Linked DNA regions of Podarcis muralis: region 1 is linked to region 2. A link is a contact called in public Hi-C data. All regions are on one chromosome and are shown on one strand. Each heading gives the region's core, a stretch centred on a gene start, on an enhancer-like site or on the middle of the called end of the contact. The rest is flanking DNA. Distances are from core to core; before and after follow the strand shown.

Region 1 (6,638 bases), core at 2,011-4,510, 220 kb before region 2:
ACAAAAATATAAGCAAAACACTGCAAATACATACACACATATACACTTCAAATAGGCACATATACATGAAAAAGGAACAAAAGAGAAGAAGAAAAAATAAAGAGAAAAGAAGAAGAAAAGTTGGAAGAGTTTCTTCCAAATTTATTCTACAAATATCTCAATATGAAAATAATAATAAAATTTCATTGATTGACTTCCATCGCTTACACTGCACTTCCTATATGCATTTTAAGCAAGATTGTATCTGTTATTCCATATTTTTCCCATACAATCTCACACAATGAGAAGTTAACTCTATGCAAAGAACAAACATGTAACTCAGCAACACTTCCCAGTCTTCCCCTATAGAGCAGTTGCCAGGGCTGACGGTGCCTGCCTTCTACCCCTCCTAAGACGACTGCTCTCCCAGATGTTTCCCAAGAAGTCTCAAACGGCTCTGAGCACCTCCGGTCCCTGTTCTGCCCTCCTCATTATCCTGTGCATTCCTGGAGATCATCGGGGAGAGGAGCTTGTCGCAGCAGGAGAGGGAGCTTCTCTGGATTCTTCAGCAGTCCCTTGACACTCCTTCCCTTCTGCCTCAGCCTCAGAGTCCGAACTTCTCCCTGTCACAGGTTCCTTCTGCTCACTGAACCCTGTTGTCCCTTCAGTATCCAGCAGGCCCTCCCAATCTTCCCCCTCTGACATCTCCTCAGTGTCCCACCACCAGTCCCCGGGCTCTGAGCCTTCCTTCTCTGGGATTTCCTTTGGGGCTTCCCCAGCTGGTGCCTCCCACCACTCCTCTTCATCCAGTCAGTCCAGGACACTTAGCTCTAGTTAATGCCTGAAGGCTTTAAGACCATAGCATAATAAACCATTGGTTTTCAACCGGTGAGCTGCAGCTCCTTGGGGAAACTTGAGGAATGTTTAGGGGACCTGCAGCTTTCCTTCCCTCCTTTCTTCCCTTCCCTTAATTTACTTGCAGTCCATGTCTTCCTGCATCTCTCTCTCTCTCTCAAAAACAAAAACAAAAAACCCGCTGCCCCGCTTTAAAGATAAAATGAAAACATATATGCAGAAGCAGCTGCTTTTCTCTCTATTCCTCGCATCTCCCGGGTCCTCTTCCGAGCAGCATCTGAGGATTTTGAATGGTGCCTGCTAGCTGCTACTGTTTATCTTAATAAAATCTCTCCCACACACAACCAAACCAACCAACCAAACAAACATCTCCGTGGTTTTACACAGAGGGATTGAGAAATGCAAGAAAACAGCAAAACAGCTGGATGATGTGCACGCTTGGAAGTGTTTGTGTGTCCCCTCCTGTAACTTTTTTCTGCCTTTTTGTAATGCCCCCCTCTCACCCAAAAAAATCCCACCAGCACCTTCCTCCATTTTTAGAGTCCCCCCAGTCCTATATGGAAAGATGTAAAAATAACCCTGAAAACGGGGAGTGTCATCTGTGTTTCTCTCTCCTTACACTCCAACATCCCTCCTCCCTCTTGTTTTTTACCTCTCCCCCCCCCCCAGGCAACCCCCTTCTTCCTTAAGAGTCACCTAGTTTTATGGGGGCAGGAAGAATGTTGCAGGAAAGGACCATGTCTGTATGTACCGTATTTTTCGCCCTATAGGACGCACTTTTCCCCCTCCAAAAATGAAGGGGAAATGTGTGTGTGTCCTATGGGGTGAATGCAGGCTTTCGCTGAAGCCTGGAGAGCCCCAGCGCCAGCCCCACAAGGTCGGGGGACAGAGGGAGGCAGAACGCCGCTATCCCGCTGTCTCCCGAAGTGGTTTGGAGGCTGACGGCGGGGAGACCCCGCCGCCAGCCCCACAAGCTCCGGGGACAGTGGGGAGGCGCAGTGCGTCTTCCCGCTGTCCCCGGACCTGATCTGAAGGCGGGCGGCAGGGAGAAGAGCGCTTCTCCCCGCTGCCGGCCCCACAAGCGCCTGGGGGGGAAATAATTTTTTTTCTTTATTTCCCCCCCAAAAAACTTGATGCGTCCTATGGGCCGGTGCGTCCTATGGGGCGAAAAATACGGTATGTCCTGTGCTGTGAGTTTCTTGCTTCCCTGTACCCCAATAACAAAATATTTCTGCTTCTGTTCTTAATTTTGTTTTTTCCTCTCCACTGCCCCACATGTGCACACTAATTTTTACACAGACTATTATAAACATATAGAAAATTACAATAAAAACAGCACAGCACCAGCTCTTTCATTATAGTAGTCAATTATTGCTCTTGTGGGAACAAGAAAATCCTCACCTGCCAGTCAAAGGACAAGGAAAAGGCCGGTCTGGCTTCAAGAGGGAGTTCCAAAGTCTGGGGGCAAGCAGTGAGAAGGCCCTGAATTCAGCTCCTTTTGGAAAACATTGGCAGGCTCACATGCCCAATCCAGCAGGCGCCTTCTGCTGAAAACCTTTCTATTCCAGAAAGCTAATGCACACAACTGAGAGGATATATTTTACATTCATTTTTATTGTATCGGGGATGGTGCTGCTATTTTAAACAGCTTTGATTTCTTTTATGAATGGCAGAATATAATTATTCTTATAAATAAATAAATTCTGAAACTTTGAACTTTCCCTTTGCTTGCAAGACTGATAGCCCTTTATTGTGCCACAAAGCTCTGCTTGGAGGTAATTATTTCATTTATGTGTTTATTCAAGAACGTTTATCACTTGATTGTAGTAAAACCTCTAAGCGGTTTACAAGTTAGTCATCCGCCCTGTTAAGAGGGCCCAATCCCACCTTCCGTGGGAGCCCTGTGTTTGGTGTCGCTGTTCCCATGCTGCATGGAACACTCTTCCTGCAGAGACGCGGCTACCAGCCTCTAACTTTTCCCTTTCGCTTACATTGACAGACATAGGCAGTTGTTTAAAACGATTTTTCGTCTAGCCAGCCGTTTTCAAGACTTGCTTCACACTGCTTTTAAAGATTTTTTTACCTTGCTGGACAGCTCCCTAATATTTTGTAAGGGGGTGGAATAGAAATACTTTTTACAAATACAATAAAGGAAACGTTATTGAAAGGAAAAGTCTCCTCCTTAATTGGTGCACAGGATTTTTTGCAGAGCTCAGAAAATGCACAGCCTACAACCGACAGAATATCGCAATGTGCAAAAGTAGAGCTCGGAAGGTGATCCCTGAGCCGCCCCTCTTTCCCCTATGGTAGGTCTGGCTCTTTAACCCAGTTTCAACACAGTCAGCCCCTCCTTCCTCAGCTGCACTGTGGCAAACCCCTCCCTCTCCAGTCTCTTGTCCAATAAGAGCCCAGCTAGCCGACACTGCCCACATTTGATTGTTCTTACAAGGAATGGTTCTGGCTGTAAAGTTGCCTCGTTTGCTGGCGCGGGAGAGAAGTGTGGTGGTGTTGAAAGAACTCAGAAAGAAGCAAAGGTATAATCCTCTCTCTCACACACGAACACTTACGCGTGCACTGCCACTTGCATTCTCTCTCTCTCTTTCTCTCTCGCGCTTTCTTTCTTTCTTTCTTTCTTTCTTTCTTTCTTTCTTTCTTTCTTTCTCTTTCTTTTTCTTTCTTTCTCTTTTTCTCTTTCTCTTTCTCTTTCTTCTGCTGCTGGTTGCCTTTCCTTCTTCTTCTTCTCCTTCGGTTGTCTCCTTCCAGTTCTGAAACAAATTGATTGTAAGCTCGGTGGGGCAGAGAGCTCTGTAAAAGTGGCTATGTACATTGGAAGGCTGATGTAGCTGTGGTTAGAGTAGACCGTTGGGAGAGACCAGGGGGTCAAATCCCGAACTCAGCAGCATGACTCTCACTGGGTGGCATTGGGCCAGTCGCTGTCTCTCTCAGCCTGGCCCTTCATCGCAGGGTTGTTGTGAAGGTAGCATGGAGAGGGGGAGAACCATGTTCGCCGCTTTATGCTCCGTGGAGGAAAAGGTGTGATATAAAAAAAGAATATCTAGAAAACCTGACCAGTGCTATGTATAAAGCTTTGGAAACGCATAAATATTCACTTTGCAGACTTGGATTAACTGCCATTTATGAGTCTCTGTTCCTGTGAAATCTACTTCTGCCCCAAATATCTCCCCAATGTATTTTCTTTTTTTTGGGGGGGGGAGATCCATTCAGTTGCCCCCTCTCCTCCAGCATGATATTGTCTGATGTTTCTTTAAACAACCATCAAACAAAAAAAATTGTTGAGCTTTTTTTGCCATATGTCCGGATTTTCCTGGACATTAGTTATTAATTAATTTTTTTTTTTAAAAAAAAAAACCTATTTCAGCCCAGACACTGCTGCTGACTGCAGTATTCTGTATACATCCAGGGAATCCCAGATGTATGGCAAACATAAAACAAACATGTGTGGCATGGGGGGGGGCAATACCCCCCTAAACAAGGAATTCGCTTCCCCCCACAATTGCTACTTACATTGCTGGTTATTAACACATGCTGTTAGTTTACAAATATACTTTGCCCTGCTGTGCCCACATGAATTCTACACCGCCCCCCGGTGCTGCCACTGACAACAGATTTTCTATCAACAAATCCCACAAGTTAGTACTGTGCAAAGTTCAATGCAAGGCATGCCCTCGTTTTGTTAATTGTGCCAAAAACATCTGTGCTTGCCCATTGGAGCATAGAATTATGTGATTCTATTTCAAGCCAGACTCTGCCAAAGCTTGCTGCCCAAATGAGCACAGATGCACAGATGGAGCTTCTTCTTCTGAGGCAGGATATGTCCACATGAGCATGGGCATAGCCAGGATTTTTGTTAGGGGGGCAGGCCTTTTTTTGGCAGGGGAGAACCTCAGTTAGCTATGCATTTTTATAGATTTTTATTGGTTGGGGTGGGCGGCTGCTCCTGCCTGCTCCCCCTTGGCTATGGCCATGCACATGAGCTGTGTACACGTCACTCCACATTCCCAGAAATGCACTGACTGGACTCTGGGACTAGCAGCCCCTGGCCAATAGCAGCAGCAGCTGCTGCCTTCACTTCTGATCTGGTGTCCTCTTTCAACTCTTGCTTAATTTTTTTGTGTAATAGCAGCGTGGTTGACAGCCCAGCCCGGCATTCCTAGCAGCCAGAGAGAAGAGTCCAGCAGCAACCTGACTTCAGAGGTAAACAGGATGGAGCTGACTTTCCTTTATGTTGCATTTGAGGGTGGTGTTTGGCATGCATATGAGCTGTGCATGAAGTGGATGTTTTGTGTTCCATGCATCAACTGTGTAAAGCATGATAGCCTTATTCTTCATGAATGGGGCTAATCCTCTTTTAAAGCTGTCCAAGTTGGTGGCCATCACTGCCTCCTGCAGGCAAGTTCCATAACTCTTTGTTGCATGAAGAAGTCTATTATTTTTGACCTGTTGTAAGTCAGCTTTTCTTTTTTATGAAGGGACGCGGGTGGCTCTGTGGTTTAGACAGAGCCTAGGACTTGCCAATCGGAAGGTCGGCGGTTCGAAACCCTGTGACGGAGTGAGCTCCCATTGCTCGGTCCCTGCTCCTGCCCACCTAGCAGTTCGAAAGCACGTCAAAGTGCAAGTATATAAATAGGTACCGCTCTGGCGGGAAGGTAAACGGCATTTCCGTGCGCTGCTCTGGTTCTCCAGAAGCAGCTTAGTCATGCTGGCCACATGACCCGGAAGCTGTACGCTGGCTCCCTCGGCCAATAAAGCGAGATGAGCACCGCAACCCCAGAGTCGGTCACGACTGGACCTAATGGTCCGGGGTCCCTTACCTTTACCTAAGTCAGCTTTTTATATATGTCTCAGTAAGCAAGCATATATAATGCACCAATATAAGACGGGGGACACTGGCTTGTGAGTAGTACATATGAAAAAGATTTTGGAATCTTAGTAGACCACAAACTGAACATGAGTCAACAGTGAAATGCAGCAGCAAGGAAAGCTAATACATTCTAGGCTGCATCAACAGGGAAGTCATAGTACTGCTCTATTCTGCCTTGGTCAGACTACACATGGAGTACTGTGTCCACTTTTGGGCATCACAATTTAAGAAGGATATTGAGTAGCTGGAAGGTGTGCAGAGGAGGGCGACCAAGATGATTGAGGGTCTGGCAACCAAGCCTTATGAGGAATGGTTGAGGGAGTTGGGGATGTTTAGCCTGGAAAGAGGAGGAGATGATAGCCATCTTCCAATATCCAAAGGGCTGCTATATGGAAAATGGAACAAGTTTGTTTTCTACTGCTCTGGATGGTAGAACCTGTACCAACAATTTCAGAAATAACTTTCTGACAGTAAGAGCTGTTAGGCAGTGGAATGAACTCCCTCTGGAGGTGGTGGACTCTTCTTCCTTGGAGGTTTTTAGAGGTTGGGTGGCCTTTTGTCATGGATATTATAGCTGAAATTCCTGCATTGCATGGGAATGTGTATTTTAAGCATTTTCCCTGTTCTATCCTGTCTCTTACAAGCTGTGGTGTTTATATTCATACCAGAGAGCTGTGTTGGAAAATTACTATTTTTCAAGCAAGGTTTCATCTATTGGAAAGGGTTTGTGTGTGTTGCAAATGAGTGTCTCAGGTCCCTACTGCAAAAGCAGAGATTCAAGCCTGCTTGACAGAGGAATTTGTTGACTGTGCAGGATTCCAAGAAACTCACTCTGATGGAATAGTGGAGGAGCCTGGAGGGGGTGGGGATGTGCACACTGGAGCTTGGAATTAGGAGCAGTGAAATAAAACCAGGCCACCTC
Region 2 (6,193 bases), core at 1,351-3,850:
ACCCTCTCGAGCCAGGCCACTCCTCCTTGCGTGGGATGTCTCCTTGAACTCTGACAATGACTCTCGCTCACCTGGATGAAGAATAGAGAGGGGGTATTTGTGTGTGTGTGCAGAAACCAACCAACTGGACAACAACAATATTTACATATATTTCTCTGCCCAGTTTCACCTCTGGCTCCACACATTGCTGGCAGGTGGCACCCAGGTATGTTAGCTGGACCTGTGCATTTTAAAGGAGAGCACCTCTTTCTGAAATTTCATACCTGATATTGATTTATTTTTTAAAAAAAAAAAATTCTTTAGAGCATTTGCACCCTGCTCTCCAGCCGAAAAGGCACCGAAGGAGACAGCCTACACCCACAGGATTATAATCAGAAAGACATCACACACAAGGAAAAAGGGAGAGATGGAAGCAACCCCAGGCACCAATTGTTAAGTAGTAGTTCTGGCATGCTCCGGTTTTCAGACGAGGCCCTACTCTGGGTCCCTTGACCCCAGTTGAGGTCGCTCTGTTGTTTTTAGTGAGGTGTGTTTGAAGAAGTAGCTGTTTTCAAAGGCTTCTGGTCCATTTCTGACAGTGTTTTGAGTTTCAATTACTGCTTTTAGACATTATTACTGCATTCGGCCTTTGTTAACATTTTGATTTTGCGATTGCCATTCAGAATGGGGAATGTGACATGTTTTTAAATATTGCCTGAAGTTTCTGATTTGTTAGTAGCCTTGAATATGTGTTTTAAATTATCATACCATCCTCTAGGGGGTCAGTAGTGAGCTCTCCCTTTTTTGCTAATGGAAAGCAAGTGGTATTAATCTTAGAATCATAGAATTGCAGAGTTTGAAGGGATCTTGGGGATCATGTAGTCGAACCCCCTGCAGTACAGGAATCTTTTATGCAACGTGGGGCACGAACTCACAACCCTGAGAGGCTTATGCTCTACCAACTGAGCTATCCCAGTTCAGAAACAAAAACACAACAAGCTGTTTTATTCTGAGTTAGACCCTTGGCCCATCTTATTATTGACAGGGCTGATAATGTCCCCTTCCCAAAACCCTGAAGAACCTCTGCCAATCAGTGTAGACAGTACTGAGCTGAATGGGCCAAGAATCTGACTCAATATATGACAGCATATTTATTAGGACTATAGCTCAGTGGCATAAATAAATAACACACCTTCCTTGGTTTCTAATTATAGGTTGTGTGAAGACAAGCCTTCCTTTTTTCTGCCCGGAACCTCCTGACAGTCATTGGGTGACCCAAGTTCTAGCATTATTGAAAGGGTGTGTGGGGATTTCCTACATAGCAGAGCAGCCTGAATGATTCTAAATAGGAATCAAGTTTTGCAATCTAATCACTCAAGTCTGCTGTACAGGAAAAAAGTTTTGGGTTTTTTATGAACCAGGATGAAATGCTGTGAATGCATCTATTGCCCTCTGCTGGACAAACATTAGAATTGCCAGATCATATTTATTTTGCCTCTGTGGGATCTGTTGTTATTTGGGGGTGGGGGTTTCTACTCAGCACTTAAAAGCCCAGCATGGCTGAAATGTGTCTTTGAACTCTGACAGTGCCTATGGGTCGGGGACAGAGAGGGATTCGTTTCCTTTTTTTGCAGAACTCTTTTTTAATTAAAGTTTTCCATAACATAGTATGATAATAGAAAACCAATGAAAATGTTAAAAAGCAGATTTAGGCGACACGGGTGGCGCTGTGGTCTAAACCACAGAGCCTAGGGCTTGCCAATCAGAAGGTTGGCGGTTCAAATGCCCACTATGGGGTGAGCTCCCGTTGCTCGGTCCCTGCTCCTGCCAACCTAGCAGTTTGAAAGCACGTCAAAGTGCAAGTAGATAAATAGGTACCACTCCAGTGGGAAGGTAAACGGCGTTTCCGTGCGCTGCTCTGGTTCGCCAGAAGCTGCTTAGTCATGCTGGCCACATGACCCAGAAGCTGTACGCCGGCTCCCTCGACCAGTAAAGCGAGATGAGCGCCACAACCACAACCTAATGGTCAGGGGTCCCTTTACCTTTTATTGACATGGTCTCATGGGAAAAACTGTGGCAAGTGGATATGAAATTTACAGCCCGTTTTATTTTAAAGGAAAATGTTAGGAAAATGATATTAACGCCAAATAAACTGGCAAATATGTGCAATCCTGTGTCAAATAAATGCTGGAAGTGTAAACATAATGAAGGGACGTTTTTTCATATGATGTGGACATACGAAAAAATACATATAAAAAAATATGAAAAAGCTAAAGGCTTTTGGGAAATGATACATAATGAAATGGAAAATATATTTAAACTAGTTTTTCACCCTTCAGTTACCTCTCTCAGCAGCCTCCCATGCAAAGTAGCAAAAATAAAAAAATAAAATGCAAAGAGCATGAGGCTTGCTTCCGAGTAACCCACGTGGCGAATTAACACTCGACAATAACAACGAAGAGGAAGAAGGAGGCGGAGGGAGACAGTCGAACCCACGTGATACGCTCTCCGCCGCTTCCCACTGGCTCTGCGCTCCGCCAATCATTTGCCCTTGCCCTTTCTCCTGCCCGGCACCACGATGGCGCCCGCGGAGCCGGAAATTTAACTTCCCTGCTTTTCCAGGAACCGGAAGTGCCAGCTCTGAGGCAAACTGGGCAGCGGGGAAGCAGCGGGGTCCTGCTCCTCCCGGGCCCCGTTCCTCGTCCTCCGGCGGCGGCGGCGATGAAGCTCCTTCCCCCGCGCCGGGCGGGGAGGCGTTTCGTGCTGGGCGCCACCGTGCTGCTGTGGCAGCTGAGCGCGACCGCCCAGGCGGTGGAGCCCATCAGCCTGGGCTTAGCCATAGCCGGCGCCGCCGCCTCCGCCCTCACAGGAATCATCTCCTACCCGAAGCTCTACTGCTACTTCGCCCACTGCTGCCTCCACAAGCCTGGCGCCCGCAGCGGGACAGGTGAGCTAGTGGGAGGGGGCGGGGGGAGCATTTCGCGTTCGGGTTCTGTGACGTCAGAGTGCGGCAGCCCAGGTGGGGTGAGCTCTGCTCAGAGGTGAGTGGTGTGCATGCTCTGACATCAGAGTAGGAAGGTGGAAACCAGACGCTCCCACTGGTGTCAGGGAAGAGGTGGGGAGTGGCAGTGCAGGGTCCGCCTAAGTGTTTCTGTGGATCTAGAGGTGACTGCTGTGATATCACAGGAAGAAGATGAAAGGAAAGTGTGTGCAGTTGTCAGGGAAGGAGAACCTTTGGTCCATACAGCTCGGTATTGCTCACACCAACAGGCAGCATCTCTCTCCAGGATTTTGGACAGGGATCTTTCCCAGCCTACCTGGAGATGTCATTGAGGATTGAACCTTGGACCTTCTGCATAAGCATTGCCTGCTTTATTACTAAGCTGTGGGTATCCTTTTCCCTCCTTTTTTATTTGCTCTTTGTTAGGCACTTTGACCACGGAACCCCTGACCCCGCTAACGACCGGATATGAAGGTTGAAAGAGCCAAGAAATTGTGACTCTGCTCATAAATCAAGAAACTGAGCCTTTCTCGGGGAATTTTAAGGGGTTTGGGCTAGATAACCCTTAGGGTCACTTCCAGCACTAAAATTCTATTATTCTTCTTACTTTGTGGCTCACTGGAGTAGTGCTTTTTCATACAGGTTGGGTTCCCCACACTAGTGTTTGCCAGGCAAAACATTATATGCTTGCACAGAAGGATTTCCAAAATGCTCCTTTAATCAGTTACTCCTTTTATTCCCCCCAGTGCTTCAAGAGGGTTTGGATGACCGACTCTTTGGGCAGCATCTGGCGAAGAAGGTGATTGTGAAATCGCTTACTGGATTTTTGAATAATCCAAAGCCGAAGAAGCCTCTGGCCCTCTCCTTACATGGCTGGACTGGGACTGGCAAAAACTTTGCTAGTAGGATAATCGTGGAGAGCCTTTTTGAAGGAGGCCTCAACAGCAAATTTGTACATCAGTTTGTATCCACTCTGCATTTTCCTCATCAGCAGAACATTTCCCAGTACAAGGTAAAAAGACCGATTGCATCTTAAGACTAGATCTAACTATTTCCTTACAGCTGTGGTTCTGGGGAAGGGCTGCAACATGCCCTTGAACCCTGAAAGTGACTCCTGCTGGCCTAGATGGAGAACAGAGAGGGGAGCAGGAACTAGGAACTAGCCTGCCCTACAAAAGTACAATGTACATTAATTGCTCGCTCTTGCTTCTGGCCCTTGCCAATCACTAGCATGAGGCCCTCAGGAGGTTGTCTGGAAGGGTATGTGTCTCTTTGTCTGAAAAAAGTTTCCCACTGAGCTGAAGTGTTCCTACTTTTGAGTGACAGAAGGGAGGGAAGGTGGGTGGGGACTTCGCCAGAACCACCATTGCCCCGCTCCAAGCCTACACCCCCTGAAGCAACCCCCTGCTATCTTTAGAGCCCTCCCCACAAGCTGAGAAGGCAGGTTTAGCAATACTGTCAATAAACAGAACATGTTGTTCTTTTGAAATAACAAGGACCAGTTGCAGATGTGGATCCGGGGCAATGTGAGCAGCTGCCCAAGATCTGTCTTCATATTTGACGAGATGGACAAGATGCACGCTGGCCTCATCGACTCCATCAAGCCTTTCCTGGACTACTACGAGGAGCTGGACGGTGTGTCTTACCGGAAAGCTATCTTCATCTTTCTCAGGTTAGGAACAAGCCTAGATGTGAAGCTGCAAAAGTACTTCTAAATTTAGGAGCTGGCACTAAAAGCTCTCATCTCCATCTTTGGAATATGTCCTGAAGAAAGATTTCATCACCATAGCCTAAGGCTTTAAATTATTGATCATCTGGTGGCAGGGAATTTTCTTCTTCCAGCTTAGCTTCTTGCTCTACTATCATTAATTTACTAACTGCTTTCTAAATGGCCATTTCAAGACAATTTACACAGTAGGTAATCAAAAAGAGTTAAAAGACAGAAAAGCACCTAATACATTTAAAACAAATCAAAAAACTTTAAGCACTGGGCACTCATAGTAAAGATCCATTTATCCAGCTGGGAAAGTTTGTCAGAACAAATATGTCTTCAATTGTTTTCAGAAAGTGCAGATGGTGGGCACCTGCCATATCTGCAAAACTGGGGCAGCCACACAGAAGGCCCTGCTCCAAGTTATTACAGAATGGGTTTCTGAGATCTCTGGAACTTGCAGGAGACACTTCACCACAGGGATCTACAGGGCATGTAAGGGATAAAGTGTTCTCTCAAGTAACCTTGAGTGGTGGCCACCAATCTATATAGCTTTAAAAGAGAATTAGACAGCTTTATGGATGACCATTGTCCTGATCCAGCAGGCTGCTGTTAGTTAACATGGTCCTAAACTGTATAGGGATTTACATATCAGTACAGTCATAACTCGTGTTGCGTTTGCTTCATGATACAGTGGTGCCCCGCAAGACGAATGCCTCGCAAGACGGAAAACCCGCTAGACGAAAGGGTTTTCCGTTTTTGAGTTGCTTCGCAAGATGATTTTCCCTATGAGCTTGCTTCGCAAGACGAAACGTCTTGCTAGTCTTGCGATTTTTTTCCGCTTCCCCCCCTTTTTCTAAGCCGCTAAGCCGCTAATAGCCTTTTAGCAGCTAAGCCGCTGAGCCTTTAATAGCCGCTAAGCCGCTAATAGCGCTAAGCCGCTAAGCCGCTAATAGGGTTGCTTCGCAAGACGAAAAAACCGCTAGACGAAGAGAATCGCGGAACGGATTCTTTTCGTCTTGCGAGGCACCACTGTACGTTTTTTCAGGTTGCGTCCCGTGGTGACACAGAAGTACCGAAAAGGGTTACTTTCGGGTTTCGCCGCTCGCACATGCGCAGACGTGCAAAATGACGTCATGCGCAGACGCAGGTTGCGTTCTGCTCATGTTGCGAATGGGACTCCGGAACAGATTCCATTCGCAACCAGAGGTACCACTGTACTATTATCTTGAACGTGGGGTCATAGCAAACTGGCAACCGGTACAAATTTTGCAAGGTTTTAAAAGCTGGCACTTGTTGAAAAACGCCTTCCTTTCTCACTTCAGTAATGCAGGGGCTGAAAAGATCACCGAGGTGGCGCTGGACTTCTGGAGGAGGGGAAAGAGGAGGGAGGAGCTGAGCTTACGGGACCTGGACCTGACCTTGTCTGTTTTCAATAACAAAAACAGTGAGTAATCAGGGATATTAAACCTCCAGTCCTTTTTTATTGATTGAAATACTTG

The links. A called contact is a pair of places that touch in the nucleus more often than the background predicts.
Region 1: a contact with region 2 is called in a Hi-C map of tail, with 4 times the contacts expected there. The contact joins the promoter of SARDH here to the promoter of LOC114588966 in region 2. A contact is called at or near these places in 2 of 3 Hi-C or Micro-C datasets (blood and tail).

The regions. Positions count from the first base shown.
Region 1 is chrZ:17,395,323-17,401,960 of rPodMur119.hap1.1, reverse strand. SARDH (sarcosine dehydrogenase) reads left to right here and starts at 3,260. Exons shown (of 20, transcript XM_028714704.2): 1 at 3,260-3,368; 2 at 4,976-5,049.
Region 2 is chrZ:17,172,548-17,178,740 of rPodMur119.hap1.1, reverse strand. LOC114588966 (torsin-1A-like) reads left to right here and starts at 2,600. Exons shown (of 5, transcript XM_028714815.2): 1 at 2,600-2,926; 2 at 3,727-3,992; 3 at 4,477-4,652; 4 at 6,017-6,138. The coding sequence starts at 2,701.